Regions from separate parts of the Mus musculus genome. Here regions 1, 3, 4 and 5 are each linked to region 2. The links are chromatin contacts, called in public HiChIP or PLAC-seq and promoter capture Hi-C maps. All regions are on one chromosome and are shown on one strand. Each heading gives the region's core, a stretch centred on a gene start, on an enhancer-like site or on the middle of the called end of the contact. The rest is flanking DNA. Distances are from core to core; before and after follow the strand shown. Region 1 has its middle 79 kb from the start of Gm30056. Region 2 holds the start of Plekha5 (pleckstrin homology domain containing, family A member 5). Region 3 has its middle 56 kb from the start of Gm38917. Region 4 has its middle 76 kb from the start of Gm38917. Region 5 has its middle 21 kb from the start of Gm38917.

Region 1 (3,691 bases), core at 568-3,067, 240 kb before region 2:
GGGTGCTAATGTACATTCAGACCAATGCATTTTAATACCTAGAATTAAGATTAAGGATTAGCAATGCAAATTTTTATAAAGAAAGCTAAACGCCGCTTTTCTAGTGGCTACCGGTTATTTGTTCCTGATAATTTGACCTCTGGAAGTCCAAAGACTGCGCACACCTGCAATAGTTCCCCCAGAGACTTTCACCGTGGGTGTGGATCAGTCTTCTCGGGTAGAGCCTGGGAAGAAAGGGGGAGTAATTACAACCCACGCGGCCCTTCCTCCTCCGTTTCTGTATTGAGCCTCTGCAGAAAGCCATCACCAAAGGTTAGGGGACGCTTTCGACTGAGCTCAAGATATTACAATCATTTGGGAGCACCTGGGGTCAGGCCTGTGCTGAAAAGTGGCTGATTCAAACTTTTTCATATCACAAGCGCTGTGAGCCAGACCACAGGGAGTGAGGGCAACGGCACAGAGGGGCCATTTCAAGGGTCACTTTGGGTTAGAGGAAAGGAGCAAAACACAGAACCGTGTTGGTACTTAAGCTCCTCTCTGAGATAAGTGCTGATAGGTGGAAGGAATAACGCTCCCCGAAAGGTGCCCGGATGAGGGGATTTGCGGAGCCTGGACACCCTTGAGGCCCCCGCCTAGCAGACTTTGCCTCCTGAGGAAGTTGCACCTGTGGGTCATGTGTTTGGGATTTTCCTTTATGTTTTCTGGAAATTACAAGTCAAGCCTGACTTTCTGGTGGTTATCTTAATTAATTAAAATAGATCCCTCTCGTTATCTTCTCTCACTTATTCAGTACTGTTGCAGAGTAACTGTTGAGGGACATCAGTCTAGCAACCTAAGGAACTGAATTGTTACAGCTGCTCAGGACTGCCTGCCTTACCTGGCTTTGCGTCTGCTATCTGGACTGTGGCATGACAGGGTTAGAATGTGCTCCGCAGGACACAGAGCACCATCCCTACCAACCTTGCCTAACAGAGTAGCGCCATGCACAGGTACAAACTAGTAAACTCTCCACTGCAGAGGCTGACTAGGGACTGAGTTCCAGGACAGCCTAGGCTACATAGTAAGACCCAGTTGTAAGAGAAATCAAAATAATAAACACCACATGGGAATTCTTTATATATTTCAGATGTATTTTATTAAAAACAGTGCCAGCAACGTGGCTCAGTGGATAAAAATGTTTGTCATGCAACCTGACAACCTGAGTTGATCCCCAGATTCCACAGTAGAAGAAGATCCATCTTGAAAGTTGTCCTCTGACCCACACGTGAGCCCATAATCACATATACAGCTAATATATACACAATAGTAAATATTTTTACTGTTATGTAGGCCCTGGGACATGACACAGTTGCTAGAGTGTCTAAGAGCATGTGTGAAGCCCTGGGTTTAGTCCCCAGGACTGTGTAACACATACGTGGAGGAGCATGCTTCTTATCTCAGCATTTGGAGATAGAGACAGGAGACCCAGAGTTCAAAGCCTTCTTCTGCTATATAGTGAATCCAAGGCCAGTCTGAGTTTCACTCTTTAAAGAAATAAAATAAAATAAAATAAGCTTTTTTAAGTGCAATGGAGGTTAAAGTGAGAAACTGAGAAATATCTGGAATGGTTCTTCCATCAAAGAGCAGAGAATCTTACTAAAGTCCACTCTGGAATTGACACATAGGAAACAGAGCATGTGAAAGCAGAATTAATGTAGGCCTGGAATTTATCTCTGTGTGGTAGGGGATGTGGCTTCTGTGATCCACAGTGTCTGTGTGGCTAAATTATCAGCTTGCACTATTAGAACAGTGTTTACTAGAAAGTAGATCTCAGTGCAGAGAAGAAAGAGCTCCTAGGCAGAGATGCAAAAGGAAGACGGAAGACGATTCCTTCGGAAACTTAATCACAGTGGACCCCCACCTAGATAATTAAGGGGGAAATGAGAAAACTCTTCTGCAATTTTGTCTTTTTCAGATAAATTAGCAGGGTAATTGCCTTGACTCCCCTCTTCCCCCAGTGGGTGGAGACACAGCTGGCCTAGGTGTGGGAGCCAAGCCAACCTTGATCTGGATGAAGGGTGAATCACAGCAGGGCAAAAATTCATCTCTAGCCTCTACCCCTCCCCTCTTGCAATCTGTCTTCATAGAAGAACTCTGCTTTGGGGTTGGGATATAATTAAAGCTTATCAAATTACCCCGCCCATTTCCTTATACACAACTGCACTCTGTACTGTGTTTCTTACTAACTTACCCAGGTGCCTTCAAGTGTTTCTCTGCTACCATTTTAGGGCAAGTCTTTGGGAGACCGGGATCCTTCACTATCCCTGCTTTATTTCTGGTTAATCTCAGTCCTTCCCATCCTCTGTGTGACTCCGCTGTCGTCTGAGACTTTACTGTCTTCATTCACCCATTGGTTCAGCCAGCCTATGCGTTCCTTGAATACGTTGATTCATAGATTTGTGTTGAATGAGAGAGAGGGTGAGTGAATTTCTCCCCTTGGCTGTGGCAACCACGAGAGTTGGTGACAGATAGACAACAGGAGTTGGTGACAGATTGAAAACAAGGGGCATCTTAGAAGCCTATACCTTGTTATAAAATGTTAGTCCCACAGAGTTGAAGGTCACTGTGTTTTAAGCATGGCTCCCTCCAAAACTCAGATGCTGTCAACATGAGGGGAGGGGAGGAGACAACCGAGCAGGGTAGGCTCCTTTCTCAGAGTAAGACTGGATGCCTACAAAAGGCTTGGCAGGAAGTCATCTCTTCTCAGCCTTCCCTCTGTCCCAATCTGATGGCACAGCGTCTCCCCTTCAGAAGAAGCAGACCTCACCACACTGAACTAATGGGCATCTTTGATCTTGGCCTTCTGTGCTATAGAAAGGTGAGCAATCAATGTATGTTCTTTATAAACCACTCAGTCTCACGCACTTTGATATAGCAACGCAAACTAGTACTGAAGAAATTCAACAAACATGGCTGTGTGAGTCCTTCTCAACTGTGCTCTGAGACTGAATTCCATACAGTTCACTTACACGGAAAGAAAACTGTAGACAGGTTTACGTGGACCTAAAAGAGTTTGTGCTTATGTCTGGATACATAATTTTCTAAGCTGTTGTGATTGTCATTGTTTTTCCTAAACTAACTCCAGAATATTTACATATATCAAAAATAAGGTTTCCATGTTCAACATTACACAGTACTCATTCCAAATTTGCAAAATCAAGAATCTCTGTTGCTTGTGACAGATACGTGTGCATAATCTGTGGATTGACCACTACAGCACAGTTGTTACGTGATTTACCGCCATCAGTCTCCTCGCTACCTTTTTCACATACACTTCTCCCACTTTAGGGCTGGAGAACTAGCTCAGTGGTTAGTTAGAAGCACTCGATGCTCACACTGCAGACCCAGATTCAGATGCCAGCACCTGCAGGGTGCCTCGAAACCATCCCTAACTCCAGCTTCAGGGGAGGTGGTGGCCTTGGGTGGCCTCTGTGACTCCTGTGCTGTGTGGTGCACACACACGAGTGCAGACCCACTGTGCTGCGTGGTGCACACACACGAGTGCAGACCCACTGTGCTGCGTGGTGCACACACACGAGTGCAGACCCACTGTGCTGCGTGGTGCACACACACGAGTGCAGACCCACTGTGCTGCGTGGTGCACACACACGAGTGCAGACCCACTGTGCTGCGTGGTGCACACACACGAGTG
Region 2 (3,784 bases), core at 188-2,687:
CAAAAAGTAATAAGGACTGAAATGAGGGAGCAGAATACAAACGAACCCAAAAGAGAAAACATTACAGCGATGGTATTTTTTTTTCCTCCTGTATATGCAGATGGACAGGAAAATTATAGCAGTAATTGCAGTCTCCGTTTCACCAGAGACGTATGGCCTTGGGGAATCAGGAGATAGGAGGAAAAGCCAATGAAAATGCACGCTCATCAGGAGCTTTGGCCAAGGGCATTCACCCTCCCTGTGCCTTGGTTTCCTTAAAGGTTGAAAAGCATCATTTACTTATTTCAGTTACTTGGGAAGATGAATGAGAGAATGCCTCAGAAGCATCCAAACTGGTCAGGGAAAAAAAAAAAAAAGGTGCTTCGAGAATGCCAAGTTGTACTGTTATTATTGAACTGTGTTTCCTCTGGGATGAGTCATTTGCTGCAAAGCCATGGAGACAATTCCAAGAGTGATGATGAAGGACCAGGGGCAGTAAGGAGCAAGCATAGCGCTCTTTACTGGTGCAAGGGAGGTCTTACTAGCAGTGAACCCTTCCTTTGTTCAAAGGACAAGGGGGCCGGGGGTGCCAAGGCATTAAAAATACTATACAGCAACGTATTCATTCGAGTAGACTCTTGGAAATCTATAGGCGATTTGAATTCAGACTTTGCCATTTTTCACCATAACCCTGGGCACAATCACCTTTGTTCCTTTACGTTTCTTTGCCCCTCTCAGTGAAACGGAGACAATCATAGTTCGAAGGGATTTAAATGTCCACCACCCCAAGGACTCCGTAAAGTTAAGTTGCCCTTGTAATAAATGAGAGAGATTGGGAGCCTAGAAATTCACGTTGATAATCAAGTGCATCTTTTTTAAGAAAGGAAAAGGCAAGTTTTTATTTTCTAAACTATTATATGGCTCAGAAGCTTAGAAAGGAAAAAAAAAAAACCACCAGTAACAAAAAGACCTTAAGTCTGAATCAGTCCCATTTCAGTGGTCCGAGCTCACTCGCGGACCCTCCTTTATTTGGCACGCCACACACCAGAAAAGCCTTTCCCAAAAGCAGTTTTCCATTTCAACGCCCGGCGTCTCCCAGAGAAGCCCCGGGCTAGGCAGGCAGTAGCTGATTCAAAACCTCACAGGTTCGGAGCCCAGCCCTCCGGGCGGGCGCCGGCGGGACCCGACCCCGGAACCTTCGCGCGGCGCGGGCGGGGCACGGGGGAGGGCTTTGGCGGGGGCGCGGCGCCGCTTCGCCCAGCCTCCGAGCGAGCGAGCGAGCGAGCGCAGCGCGGGCCGGCGGCCGGCCGCGGAGGATGCCGAGGGGCGGCGACGCAGGCCGGACTCAGCCGGGGCGGCGGGGAGGGCGCCGCCCGAGGGGGTAGGGCGGCCGCGGGGGCGCGCTCGGGCCGGGCCGCGCGCCCTGCGCTCCTTTCGCTCGCTCGCTCGCTCGCTCGCTCGCGCCCTCCTTCCTCAGCGGCGGCGGCAGCACAAGGCGGCGGCGGCGGCGGCCGGGGAGCAGACATGGCGGCCGACCTGAACCTGGAGTGGATCTGCTCGCTGCCGCGCTCCTGGACGTACGGGATCACTAGGGGCGGCCGCGTCTTCTTCATCAAGTGAGCGGGCGGGGGAGGCGCCGCCGGGCGGCTGGGGGGAGCGGTGGGAGCGAGCGGGCCGGGGGCCCCCGTGGGTCGCCCCTCGCGCCGCTCAGCGCCTGTCCCTTCTCTTCCCTGCAGCGAGGAGGCCAAGAGCACCACCTGGCTACACCCGGTCACCGGCGAGGCCGTGGTCACCGGGCACCGGCGGCAGAGCACAGGTAGGGCCGGCCGGGGCTGCGGCTCCGGGCCACCTGGCGGGGTTGGAGGGGCTCCGGGCTCCGCGCGACTGAGTCCCGGGGCGCCTATTCTTCTCCGCCTTTTCATCAGCGCTTGGAGACGGCGCCCTCTTCCTGGCGCCCTGGTCCCCATCCTTTCCCGGACGCCCCCCGAGGATGGGCGACGCCCCTCTACCCCGGATCGCCCCCGTCTCCGCCTCCAGCACCCTTTAGGAAGTCCTCACCCGCTCCCCTTTGCTCCCCGCATCCCAGCACCCCTGCGGTGAGACGGTCCCGCATCCTCGCCCTGCTCCCCAGAGAACTGCTTTCTGCCAAGCAGCTTCCTCCTCCACCACCTCCTACTTCTCCTAAGTGGGACTGTGGGTAGGTGACTGATGGAAGAGTTAGGGGTGCTGCGGTGCCCCCCCACCATGTGATCCAAACACCGGTGAGTCCCCTCCTGCTACCCGAGTAGCCGCTGGAGTTAGGACGCTGGAGCGGGCGCCGCAGCCAGTGATCCCGGCTCAAAAGTCCCCGGTAGCCGCAGCCAAGCTCCACGTACCACCAGCAGGCGGTGGGCGAGCCAGGGCGGTCCCGCGTGGGGGGCCTTCGGGCCCCAGTTCCACGAGGAAATGCATCTCGGGTTGCTTTGATAGCTTTCTTGAATGTTTAGCATGAGTTGAGCTGGAGGAGGGCTTGTGGTGGTTTCAGTGCTGGTCTGGCTTTCTTTTGTCATTCTTTGTTTACATTCACCCAACTTGTTTGCCTGAAACGTAACGTGAGTTCTCATACTGGCCCGCCTCTATTCCGGGTGACTGCAAAGGCTTGAGAACAGTTGGGTCGAAGGTGAGGCCCAGTTCTGTCTCTCCCTCTGGGTACTTTTCTCGCCAGCTCCGAGGTTCTGAGGATCTCCTATTAAAGTTGCCAGAAGGGTGAACAAACCTGCCTTTTCTGCTAAACGCTGGAGTTCAGTGAAGTGACTAATAATGTGTCCAAATTTGCACAAGTGTGGAGGAGGAAAGGGAAGGCTGCTGTAGCAGGCATGATGAGGTTACATTTTTAGGGCATTTCTGACTAATAAACCGTCATGTTTCCTAACTCTCTGCACTCTTTAGCTTCAGCCTGTTTACTGTACGCATTTGCAACTTTGATAGCCTCGTTACCCTTGTGGATATGGGCACGTTTATTTCATGGAAGACAATATAGGGTTAAAAGAATTTAGCCCAAATGTTTTATGGCATTATCTCAGGCCTATTTTGATTACGTATGACACGAATGTCTTCGAATTACCCTCACAGATTAAAAAATAGCAGTCACATGCCGGAAATATTTTATTCTATGATGTGATTTCGCATTTATCTATTTATTTATTCTTGTTTGATTTACTTTGCTTGGGCTCCCGTTCTGTGCACACATGTGTGCCTTTTCATTCTGGAGATGCTGTGATTAAATCCAAAGCTCTTGTCATCATAAGTGGCACATAAGTGGCCTGTGGCACATAAGTGGCACATAAAGATGCAGTCGCTCACTTGAAACCCCACCTCTCTTCAGGTCAAGTGTGTTGAAACTCGTGTGTAAGGATTCAGTCAGTTTTCCACTAATTGAAGGCTTGCGTTCCTTTCATGGTAGAAGAAACCTAAATGGATTCGAATTGAAAAATAGGGTTTTGAATAAACAAGATATACCTAAAAAGGCAAAATGCTGCCCATTTGGGGTTTGTGCAGTCAGTGATGGGTGTTTTACCAGGGCTCGAAGACTTTGCCTTTGGGATATCACAGCTGATCCTTTCCCACCCTGACCACTGTTAAAGGGAATAATTATGTTAGGTCATCTCAAATATTGCTGGAACTTTCCTGGTGGCTTTAAATTTGAATTGTCATCTTCCAAATTCCAAATAATGTTATATTGATTGACTAATGATCTTGCCAGCCAAGACTTTGGATCGACACATACTTAAATGAACATGGTGAAGACAGATAAGATGGGTTTAAG
Region 3 (3,602 bases), core at 387-2,886, 190 kb before region 2:
ATAGCAAGCCATAGACCAACATGACCTACATGAGACCTTGTCCCAAAAGAATTAAAATGAAACAAAATGGTACCTAGGTCCAAAGGATGATGGGATTGCATATATACTATATACATATATACATATATACATAGTCATACTAAAGCCACATGGTCAACTGTGTGCACTCTGGCATTAGGTTTGGATTTGATTCCCAACTCACCATTTGCATAGTTTTAACTTGGCAGTTCTCAGTAAATCTGAAAGAGAGATAGTGGCCTACTGATTCTATATAGAAATAGAGAGACTCATTCCGCCTTTGAGTCTACCCAGAAACTGTTAAAGACTTCATGATGCTGAAGAGTTTGACTGTAATCTGTATGCGTGTGTGGTGTATATGCATATGTGTACACAGGTGTGTGTGACACACACACAGAGGAAGATGTTGTGTTACCTACTCTATCATTTTTTGCTTTAACCCCTTGAGTTAGTCTCTCACTGAACCTGGAACTCAGCTGGCAGCCAGCAAGCCCCTGATTCTGTTCCCTCTCCCTCTGCACTGGGGTCACAGGTGCACTGGCACGTACCCAGCCTTTTTACATTGGCTCTGGGAATCTGAACTCAGCTGCTCAAATGCATTATGGGATCTTCCCAGCTGAACCATCTCCCCAGCCCTACAAATGGTATCAGGAACAACTTGCTTCAAACTGCATCTTGTTTTCTGCAAAAACTGGAGAGGTGTGACCACTGTGAACTCTTCAGAGAGCACACATTTTAAAAATACTTTGCATACACGGCTGTTGCTATTATCACTCTGGTCAAAGCTGTGCTTTTCCTATTACAGTGCAGTGTACACCATACCTGTTGCGAGGATTTAACGCCTCTAACCCTCAGGAAGGCAAATCTGTGATTAACTCTTCACCTTTGCATTCACAGACAAAAGGATGTGATGTCTCTTGGAGCCACAAATTAAAAGACAACGTTTTAATCCCTAACCTGTAAGGGCTATGGTGGTTTCCCTGCTAAATGCTTAATGCTAATCAATTTAGGGATTATTAACTTATTAGCGGATAATTTTTGTTGGGTTTTAAAGGACAGCAATGATGAAAGTGAAATTCACAGCTAATCCCACCACCCATAAATAAGCACTCGCTTACGTTTGATCAGCACAGGGCTCTGTAACCCTGGCTGCTCGCTGCCTGTCAACTGGGTTCGCTCATCAAATGCATAAATACAAATCCAATACCCTTTGTTTGCCTCTCACATATCCTAAACGTGGCAGCTTAATTACTTCTCTCCAATTTGCTAAAGAGTAAACCAAGGACAGAGAAAGGACATGTCTCATTGCCTTAGCATCCCTTGGGAGGTAGTACAGAGCACTGTCCGACTGGCATACTTAGATAAAACTTCAAACCACCAAAATCTCCTTGGGAGCTAGAAAGACAACGTCTCATTCAAACCAACACGTGCGTATGAAAATAAAATATTAGCTCGAGCCGCTGTTAAGCACAGCACAGAGATAATTAGTGTAATGGAAAAGTCTGTTTCAGCCTGGAGATTTTGTTTTTTTCTTTTTCAAGTTTGTGGCATTGTTTGTTTCAGAGGCACTGGTAGCACGCCTGAAATATTTTCCTAGCTTTGCTGAAGCACTCAGCCTTTGGGCGAGCTGGCCAGGTTCCTAGAAAGGCGTTTCCTGTGTGTTTACTAGGCGCTGTAGGCCCTGTAGGTCCTGGGCCATCTCTCAGGATCTGCGCTCCTCCACTCAGTGGCTTCGGAGCCTCTCGCTGCTGTGGCTTTTCTCGATTGGTGAGGAACTCATGCCTCAGAAAGGCATCTGCTGTTACATCTCCTATTTGCAGAAGCCATGCGTGTTCCCTGATGATCTTCTGTTTAATCCAGTAATCCTTCTTATCTCCCTGCTTCCACATGGCCTTCCTCCTTGTTAAGACCCCATCTCTTTATCTAACTTTTAATATCCATGTGTTCAGGATGTCTGGGAGGAAAACAGCAAGCAACTCTTCCTATACCTATTTTTTAGCCTATGTGCCCTTTTTTTTTTTTTTCTGGATATGTGAAAATGTTGATGTATGTGTGTATATGTGTGTGTGTGTGTGTGTGTGTGGAGTTTGTGATGGAAAAACAATAAGTACTAAGCATCTGTTCATGACTTTAAAGATTTATTTTTAATTTCATGCATGGGGGAGGGGTACGCATACTTGAATGCAGGTGCCCTAGGAGTCCAGAATGGACGGGTCATTCCTTGAAGTTGGAGTGATAGATGGTTGTGAGCCACCCAATGTGTGTGCTGGAAAGTGAACTCAGGTCCTGTACAAAAGCAGAACACACTCTTAACTGCTGAGCCAGTTCCCCAGCCCTGTATCTGTTCACTATTAAAATTATAAAATAGCATTATAATTTAAAAAGTTACCAAAACAATGACATGATAGAAAATAAATGATAAATGGATAGATGATAGGTACATAGAGATAGATAGATGATAGATAGATTGATAGATAGATAGATAGACAGAATAAATAGACAGATATAGAAAATTAGAATTTGCCTAAAATGAACTTAACTCACCAGCTATATAAACACCCAAAAATACTGTGCTCAAATGTGATGTGAGAAAGCTTTTTGCTTCTAATACCCCTCTGTGGAGGATCCAACAGAACATCCTTACACAGGACAAATGAAGTTTGGAACACCGTGCTGTGTAAAATATTGCTAAGTCCATAGAAACTGGAATGACTCCCAAGGATGTCCTTTCTTTAAACTGACTTGGCAGGATTGGAGACAGATATCCAGAGCAGAGTTCCTGGAGTTTCTGTGTGAAAATTGAGCCTTAGCCAGCCTTAGACCAACAGAGCCTCAGGAAAAGCCCAACCAGTCATGGCAGTTTGTGGCTCTCCAACCTAATGGTTTGCTAGCAGAGATGGGAACGAGAGATGACATATCATCTGCACAATGATTCTCCAGTTTTAAACTTGGTCACAAAGACCATCTACCAACCCATACTGTGCCCCAGCCCCTCAGCTCTTAATGTGGAGCCATCTTGAAATGCCCTCCAGGGTTCTGTGAAGCAGCAGCTGAAAGCTACCCATAGGACTCTGCTGGCCCACCTCTGCAAACCAACCAGGTAGCCATAGCCACCTTCTCATGACCCCAGCAAACACCAAGAGAGCTTCCCCTAAGTGGCTTAGCTCTCGGAAGCTGACAGAATCAGAAAAGTGGCCCCCATGGTTCTGGAAATAAATCCACACACTTGCATACAAAGGCAGCAAGAATGCAGTGATATCCATACACAGCAGAAAGGACCTAGGTCCTTCCTCTCACTGTTGAACGGCTCAGAATGAATCAAAGAATTAAACCAAAGCTGCTTGAAGAAAATACAGTGCAAATGTTTCAGAACATTACCCTGGGCAAACGTATCTTGGCTTGATCCCAAAAGCAAAACCCGGCAAATGGGATTCCCTAAAAATCCACACAACCAAGGAAACGATTAACAACTGAAGAGACAACATACAGAATGAGAGAAAAATATTTGAAAACTCTTTACCCATTAGGGGACTAATAGCCAGAGCATAAAGGGAACACAACTTCGACTGTGAATGTAACTCAGT
Region 4 (3,556 bases), core at 962-3,461, 210 kb before region 2:
CTGACAACTGCCTTTAACTCCATTTCCCGGGGATTCAACACCCTCTACTGGTTTCCATGAGTACTGCCACATCTGGTCCATATAGATCCATGCAAGCAGAACACTTATGCATAGAATTTTTTTAATTACTATAAAGAAAAATAACTAAGCATGAGCTTGTGGGGGGAAGCAGCAGGCCGCATTCCATCACAGTTCCTGTTCCAGATTCCTACCACGAGCTCCTTCCCTGACTCCCTGCCATGCTGAACATGACCAAAGGCACAAGCCAAACAAACCCTTGCATCCCTCAGTTCCTTTTGGCAATGACCTTTGTCACTACTGCGGAATAAAACTAGAACAATGACCAATGAAAGTGAAAAGAAAATTCCCCTCTAGTAACAAATATCTAGTAATGAACAAAGATTGCGTTTGAACCTCAACTTCTTTCATAGCTCAAGCCTCACAATTTCTGAAGCAGTGTCAATATAGCATCTTTATGCTTTCTTTAGACTACTGCGTTACATATGTAAGGTGCTTCCTGGAGGAAAATGGAGCATCCTTAAAGTGCCTGGCCCACTCAAACCTCCTCTTCTATTGCCCATGCAAAGCACGGAGCTAAGATAGAAAGCTCTGCATTAATTTCAGTAAGTCAGAAGGGACTTGGCTCTAATCCTAGTGGGAGCTGCGTGCAAATCCCTGGACATCAAAATACCCTTGACTGGGTTGCCTTTTAATTTAGGAGTTTACTAGAGCCTACAGCTATACTGCTGGAGTCTGTGATAGTGTCAGATCCCATAAATGAAGTGTGGAAGACTTGGTTAGCAGCCTGGATAGAATGCCAAAGAATGCCCTCGGGATGTGGTAATTCGGAACTCAAGGTAACAGTCATTTCTTCAAGCCAGTAGTAAATCAGAGCCCTGTCATGGTGTCTGCAGGGCTGCAGTGTGCTCTGAGTTGTGCCATTGGTTCCTCGGGCTGTTTACACAGCTCTTTCCTCTGGCATATTCAGGGCAACTGCAAGGACAATAAGCTATAGCTGCCATGTCAAATTTGCTTGCAAACAAGACTGCCTGGCATGCTGCCACCACCCAGAGTTTCCTTCAGACCTCTTCCTGGTTGGCAAGAAGACCTAGAGATGGAACAGAGCAGAGTCCACAAGCATACACTCCTGGCTGAGGATCTATTGATAGTTGATGGCTTCTCCAGGAGGCAGTCAGTTGTCTTTACAAGTGTGGCCCCTGGCCCATCACCCAACTCCAGTGAATACCAATGAATAGTCACACACCCAAGGAAAAGAATATATATATATATATATATATATATATATATATATATATATATATAATTTGTATATATATATATATATAGTACAAATGAGACTCGTCAGGTTAGATACTTTTTAAAAAAGAGGAGATACCAAGATGGGAGCAGGCAAGAGGTGGATCTGGGGGGAGTTAGGGAGAGGGGTGAAGGTAAATATGAAAATACATTGTATGCATGTATGAGATTCTCAAGGAATTAACGAAATGTTACAGTATAGTATATTTTGTAAAGAGCCTAGAGAAAGAGGGATGACCATGAAGCTCACCCAACTCAGTTCTGGAGAGCTCGTGACAGGGATAACCGAGAAATGGATAACGGGGCACAGCTGTCTCCAGCTTCTGCCCGTGTGTTTCTCATCCTCTAAGAATGCGGAGCCAACTGTCAGTCCAGTGTTCTCAGTCAGTAGTGAGACGACACTCAGCGTGCTCTAGCCTGGCCATCCATCGCCGTGACAGGGTTGTCTCATGAGCACGTGGATGAGAAACACTCCCAAGCTCATAGCTGAGGGCCGCTACCATCTCACTGCCGCCACAGACAGGCGTACAAGCAAACCTTAAGAAAATGAAGGATCGCCAGGGATGACAGCCAGGAGAGACCATGCTCACAACTGCCTGTAATTCCAGCTGCAGGGGATCCAACATGCTTGTCCGGACTCCACGGGCACGCACATGCCCACACAGACACACAATTTAAAAATAAACAAATTAGTGGAGTTGTTGTGTTTTATAAAAAGATAGAGAGAAGGGATGTGTGTGGTGGAGGTATAGTCAGGTGTGGGGGAAGGGGGTGCCTTTCCAGGCCCTTGCTGAGGCATCCCTTCCTCCTGAGGGACCAGCCATACAATGGTATAGTATAGAATAGAGTTTATTCAGGGAATAGGGAGGGGAGGGGAGAGGGGAGTAGAGGCAGAGAAAGGCAAAGAGAGGGAGAGAGTAGAGAATAGAGGCTGGCCATCAGCATATTGGGGGAGGGGAATGGAGAGAGAGTACAGGAAAAGAAAGCAAGAGAGTGAGAAGGGGGCAAGCAGCCCCTTTTACAGTGAGTCAGGCACACCTGGCTGTTGCCAGGTAACTGCGGAGGCAGGGCCTAGACTGAAAGCCAGCAGGAATTAACCTGCCTCACCTCCAACATTTAAATAGTGAAGACACCTAGAGAAAATGGCTCCTTCAGCAAGGACTGTTGGCAACCACAGCATTTTTCTTCCCCTTTACTTGGGAATGAGGTTAGTTAGTCCCCATTGCCTTACGCTAAAAAAGAAAAATTTCCATGGGGACACTAAAAATCTGCCTTAAAAAATATAAACTGCTTGCTCATTCCTACCATGAGACAATTTTTTTAAAAAATTATAGGAATGAAAGAACAGGTGAACATAGGCCAATTTCCTGTTGCTATGGCAAAGCTCCTGAGATGGAGGGCTATATATGGTAGCCTTAGCAGTTTGTCTGGGTTCTGTACGGAGCCCAAACACCATCGTTCTAGCACTCTCATGTGGATCCCTCAGTGCGCCACCAAACAGCTGAGAAGTGGAAAGGAGCCTGCTGCGCAGATAGTGAGTCAAACAGTCAGCGTAGCTTTACCTTCTAACAAACCACTCTTCTCACCCCAAGTTTTCTATTAGCACATGTTCATTACACATGTTAACGAATTTCATTGGAACATCTTCATCTGTGTATATAATGTGTTCTGATCATATTCGCAGTCCTGATTGCCTTCTTGTTCCCTCCCACTGGCTCTCTTCCTCACTAAGCCTCACTGTGTTCTCATGCGAGTTGTGTGCATGTGTGTCTACATGTGTGTGTGCATGTGTGTGCCTGTGTGTGTGTGCACACGTGCATGTGTACACCCTTGTGTGTACCCATGTGTGTGCATGCATGTGTGTGTATCGGTGCACATGCATGTGTGTTCATGTTCGCATGTGTGTGTATACCAGGATATATAACTGGAGTTACCTATACTAGTGCAAGCGAGAAGTCATTTATAGGACCATGGTACCTAACTGAAGAACATGCCTTGCCCACCTCTAGCAACTGTTTACAAATCCCAGAAGGAGCAGGACCTAGAGAGCCCCTCTTCCTCCAAGACAGGAGTGGACAAGCCCATCCTTGTGTAGGTAGTCTGCACTTTAATGAATTTAAGAGCAGAGCAGTGGTGCCAGGCCCTTACGTGGGGGTGGGGAGGAACACCTCTACCCCTCTGTTTTGCTCTTTTTCTGGATTGTCTTCTGTGATACTCCCTGAGCCTGGGAGGGAGGAAC
Region 5 (3,545 bases), core at 726-3,225, 160 kb before region 2:
GTTTTTCACTGACATTTTTATCGGCCTGAACCAAATCCTTTAAAAGAATTAAATTCTGTAAAATTCTTTCTCTTCATAAGAGCATCTCAAGTCTGTCTTCAAGAACAAGAACTTCACCGCACCTGTCCTGCTAAGTTAACCTTTCAAACTTGTTGAAACCCAGAATCATCTGGAAAGATATGGAAATTGTAAATGAGATTGGTCTGTGAGCATGTCTGAGGCAGACTGTCTTGACTATTAACCGATGTAGGAGAACCCAACCTTCTATGAGCAATACCATCCTCTGGTAGTTGGTCCTGAACTGTATACAAAACCTAACTCCATACAAGCTGACCTTATGGCCAGCTAGCAAGCATCGCCTTCCATGGTTCCTATGGAATTTCTTTGACTGTAAAGTGAGTTCCTTGGTCACGCAGTAGGCCTACCTTCAAGGTCCTGCCTTGAGTTTCTGCTTTGACTTTGCTCAGTGATGGACAGAATCCTGGAATTGTAAGCCAAATAACCCTTTCTCCCCCTACAGTTCGTCACAATCAAGTTATTTGTTACCACAACAAAAATGAAACTGGAACACCTTCTGTTCTATCTAAAAAGTACATTTTCCTAAAAGGTCGTTTTTCTTCCCATCGGGCCCTTCACCGAGCTCTCTCCTAAGAAATCATCTGCTCCCCAGGCACACAGTACCCCCACCCCACATCCTCACTACCTCCTCAGTCATTTTGCTGTGAAGATCTACATGCATATGGGAATAAAAAAATCTATTTTTCATCTTGCTGACCCATCTCTTTTCTGTTTAACTTGTGTGCTCCAAGACTAAAACTTAAGAAGATAGAATCCATGCTTTCAATGTGGTCTTGAGTGTTCTCCCACAGTGGTCCTGTATTGAAATTTAAGGCACATTGTGAAGTTTTTGAGAGAGGAAGCTTTCTGAGACAAGAAGTCCTAAATTTAAAGACAAGGATTAGAGGACAGAGGCTACAGGAGGTAAGGGATGAACCAACAGCTTTAGGCCAGACCAACAAAAGACCGTTTGATGTAGCTTGACACCTTGACTTAAATCCAGTCACAGTTGGCCACCAGGCAGCCATGCTCTGCTTACACATAAACAAGACTATTCAGCCCAGCTAACCCAGAAACAGCAGGCACTTCCTAAGCCCTGTTGTCTGTTCTTGTCACCAGCCAACACCTAGCTTTAGTCTTTGTAAGAGCAATGTAACCAATCCAGTGTTTTCCTTCCCAAATTTTCATTACAAATACACCCTTGGCTCTTAGTCTTATTCTCCCTGCTATCTAACCTCCTTGCTGTATTTATAAGAACTCAACCAAGACCTGCTCATTTTCTGACTGACATCCATTCAATAAATGTAAGTGTAATAGTTACAGTGTAGGCTCTAGAATTACCTAGGAGACAAACCTCTAAGCATGCCCCTGAAGGGATTTCTGAACTGGGTGAGTTGTGGTGGAATGATCCATCTTGAATGCTAGAGCCTCCACCCTATGAGCTGGAGTTTGGAACTGAGTTAAGAGGAGAGTGTGAACTGAGCACCTGAACTCACCTCTCTCTGCTTCCTGACTATGCACAAAGTCAAAGTCACCAGCCACCCGACCCTTCTGCTGCCTTTGAGGTTTTGAAAGCCTATGACATTCCCAGCTAGCTCCCCCTGCCTCCTGATTGTGGATCAGATGTAAGCTCGAAGCTTCTGCTTTCATATCATGCCTGCCTGAAGTCATGTTCCTGGTTAGGTCGTGGACTCTAACCCTCTGAAAGTGTAAGCAAGCCCCCTTAAATGCTTTCTTTTATAAATTGCTTTGGTCATTGTGTCTCTTCACAGCAGTAGAAGAGTAACGTAAGACACAACATTTTTTTTTCTGAGATTCAGTCACAGGAGTTTTGGGTTAACTCTGAAGGTACAAATTCGAATATAGGCTTTTTGCCTGGTTCCTGTCGTTTCTCCAGGAAACCAAGGCTTGCCTAATCCTGTTACCATGGAGAAAGATCAGTACCCAATAGTCCAAATAAAACTACTGCCTGACATGGAGAGAAGAGGGACCTAAAACATCTGCCTCTCAGACTTTTTGTTTTTCTGACCAGAACCAGCCCCTGGCAGCTGTTATTATGAGAGCCACCGCAGTTCAACCCTTTGCATGGAAATCTTGCTCTGGCTTATGGCTACCATCCCCTGAAATTCAGACTCCACATTTTCCCAAAGTCTTGCTTATTTGGCCTGTGATAAAATTTATATGGTACTTCTGCAGAATAGACCAGAGTGATCTCAGCCCACCTTGGGGCTTCTGCCTTTCTGACTTGATTTGTCCTTTTGAAATAGTTACTCTGAGGAGGCTGGGGGCATCAGACTCCCCAGGAACTGGAGCAACAATTCATCATCACCTCAACTGAGAACAGGAATGGAAGAGCAGGAAGTGCCCCTAACCACTGACTCATCCATTAGTTCCTGAAACAGAGGAGAAGAAGAAGAAGAAGAAGAAGAAGATGCTTTTGCAACAAAATAAAATAAAAAAAGCATTGAGTAAAAAAGCATTGAGTTCTCTCTTGGTCATGCAAGGTAACCAAATAATAGAACGCGATCCTGGAATCTCTGCTTTCATTCTGTATTTACCATCTGGACTTTGGCTCAAACTTCTGTTTGATTCTAATTCATCCTAGTCTAGCCCACCTGAGCTACCTCACCCTTCTTCAAGGTTGAAGGCACGAGTGTAAGTTTTCATCTTACACTTGTAGCTACTTCAGGTTCTAGGCAGAACAAAACCACCCTCCCAAGATGAGGACAATTTTCCTTGAGGTCTGGTTGTTCCCTGGACCAAAAGGGACCATCTGGTAAGAACAGACTGATCTCCTAAAGTAATGCCAGAGATTAAGAGCTGAAAATCTGCAGCAACCGGTGACCAGATAGAACCAGAGCCAAAGCAATGATGGGCCAATAATGAATGGGACCCGCCCTTGACCAGGACTGCTTAATTATGCACGGCTCTTCTATTTAAACCAATCCCATGTCAGTATCTGAAAGATGGGTGTCGGGGTCAGATGGCACACTGTTCTGAGCTACTCCATACTGTGTAAGACAGTGGCATCTAGGCTGTGTCTTGCTCTTTGGCTCCATTTGAACACAACTGCAGAGATTGGATGAGACTTTGCCTCACTGGGCACGAACGTACCTGTCCAACATCATCCAGGAGGCAATGGCTAATAACTTATTCCTAAAAGCAGAAGGGTAAGCCTTAAACAACATAGGCTGAAAACATCTGAGAAGATAGGTGCATTGATACCACATCAGAAAAGCCAGGGCTGGGACCTATGGGAAAAATACATGACTGTGGAGAGCTCAGCCACAAACGGAAGATCTATATCCTAGCCTTCTCCACAAGGCTTGGGGACCATCACAGAAGAGGGAGTAGAAAGAGTGTAAGAGCCATATGTCTGGGGGGGACCATAGTGATTCGTCTTTGGATGTGCCAGGATGCCACACAGCAGCTGCTGCTGTCTGCACAGAATGAAGTCCGAGAATATTCCAGAGTGGAGTGAGAAGGCG

What was found. Promoter capture Hi-C pulls out the DNA fragments that hold promoters and counts their contacts. HiChIP or PLAC-seq counts read pairs in DNA pulled down with a chosen protein or histone mark.
Region 1: a contact with region 2 is called in an H3K4me3 HiChIP or PLAC-seq map of intestinal crypt epithelium, with 6 read pairs. The contact joins the enhancer-like site here to the promoter of Plekha5 in region 2. A contact is called at or near these places in 4 of 39 promoter capture datasets (embryonic stem cells, liver and trophoblast stem cells), 6 of 484 Hi-C or Micro-C datasets (the N1E-115 cell line, epidermal suprabasal cells, liver and 2 more), 13 of 115 datasets of contacts at active chromatin or transcription factors (the SCID.adh cell line, craniofacial prominence, embryonic forebrain and 9 more) and 2 of 9 other capture datasets (adipose tissue and pancreatic islet).
Region 3: a promoter capture Hi-C map of liver shows a contact between it and region 2. The contact joins the enhancer-like site here to the promoter of Plekha5 in region 2. A contact is called at or near these places in 4 of 39 promoter capture datasets (embryonic stem cells, hippocampal neurons and liver), 3 of 484 Hi-C or Micro-C datasets (liver, nephron progenitors and uterus), 8 of 115 datasets of contacts at active chromatin or transcription factors (the SCID.adh cell line, embryonic stem cells, fetal liver and 3 more) and 1 of 9 other capture datasets (embryonic stem cells).
Region 4: an H3K4me3 HiChIP or PLAC-seq map of embryonic stem cells shows a contact between it and region 2, with 47 read pairs. The contact joins the enhancer-like site here to the promoter of Plekha5 in region 2. A contact is called at or near these places in 6 of 39 promoter capture datasets (hippocampal neurons, liver, maxillary cranial neural crest and 2 more), 12 of 484 Hi-C or Micro-C datasets (cerebral cortex, cortical neurons, embryonic stem cells and 6 more), 17 of 115 datasets of contacts at active chromatin or transcription factors (craniofacial prominence, embryonic forebrain, embryonic limb bud and 7 more) and 2 of 9 other capture datasets (adipose tissue and embryonic stem cells).
Region 5: a contact with region 2 is called in a promoter capture Hi-C map of liver. The contact joins the enhancer-like site here to the promoter of Plekha5 in region 2. A contact is called at or near these places in 13 of 39 promoter capture datasets (embryonic stem cells, frontonasal cranial neural crest, hippocampal neurons and 3 more), 1 of 15 datasets of contacts at CTCF or cohesin (embryonic stem cells), 19 of 484 Hi-C or Micro-C datasets (cortical neurons, embryonic stem cells, extraembryonic ectoderm and 6 more), 14 of 115 datasets of contacts at active chromatin or transcription factors (the SCID.adh cell line, embryonic forebrain, embryonic limb bud and 4 more) and 1 of 9 other capture datasets (embryonic stem cells).

The regions. Positions count from the first base shown.
Region 1 is chr6:140,178,039-140,181,729 of GRCm38.p6, forward strand. No RefSeq gene overlaps it. Among named protein-coding and RNA genes, the nearest start is that of Gm30056, 79 kb to the left of the region's middle. Within about 2 kb of position 1,818, at least 8 of the 459 cell types and tissues checked have an H3K27ac peak or open chromatin away from gene starts, as enhancers often do. A contact at or near this core is called in the N1E-115 cell line and intestinal crypt epithelium, where this site is marked.
Region 2 is chr6:140,422,662-140,426,445 of GRCm38.p6, forward strand. It overlaps Plekha5 (pleckstrin homology domain containing, family A member 5), which reads left to right and starts at 1,438. Exons shown (of 31, transcript NM_144920.3): 1 at 1,438-1,595; 2 at 1,716-1,795. The coding sequence starts at 1,504.
Region 3 is chr6:140,227,770-140,231,371 of GRCm38.p6, forward strand. No RefSeq gene overlaps it. Among named protein-coding and RNA genes, the nearest start is that of Gm38917, 56 kb to the right of the region's middle. Within about 2 kb of position 1,637, at least 15 of the 459 cell types and tissues checked have an H3K27ac peak or open chromatin away from gene starts, as enhancers often do. A contact at or near this core is called in liver and uterus, where this site is marked.
Region 4 is chr6:140,207,565-140,211,120 of GRCm38.p6, forward strand. No RefSeq gene overlaps it. Among named protein-coding and RNA genes, the nearest start is that of Gm38917, 76 kb to the right of the region's middle. Within about 2 kb of position 2,212, at least 23 of the 459 cell types and tissues checked have an H3K27ac peak or open chromatin away from gene starts, as enhancers often do. A contact at or near this core is called in cortical neurons, embryonic stem cells, hippocampal neurons and 2 more, where this site is marked.
Region 5 is chr6:140,263,031-140,266,575 of GRCm38.p6, forward strand. No RefSeq gene overlaps it. Among named protein-coding and RNA genes, the nearest start is that of Gm38917, 21 kb to the right of the region's middle. Within about 2 kb of position 1,976, at least 10 of the 459 cell types and tissues checked have an H3K27ac peak or open chromatin away from gene starts, as enhancers often do. A contact at or near this core is called in liver and stem cell-derived epiblast-like cells, where this site is marked.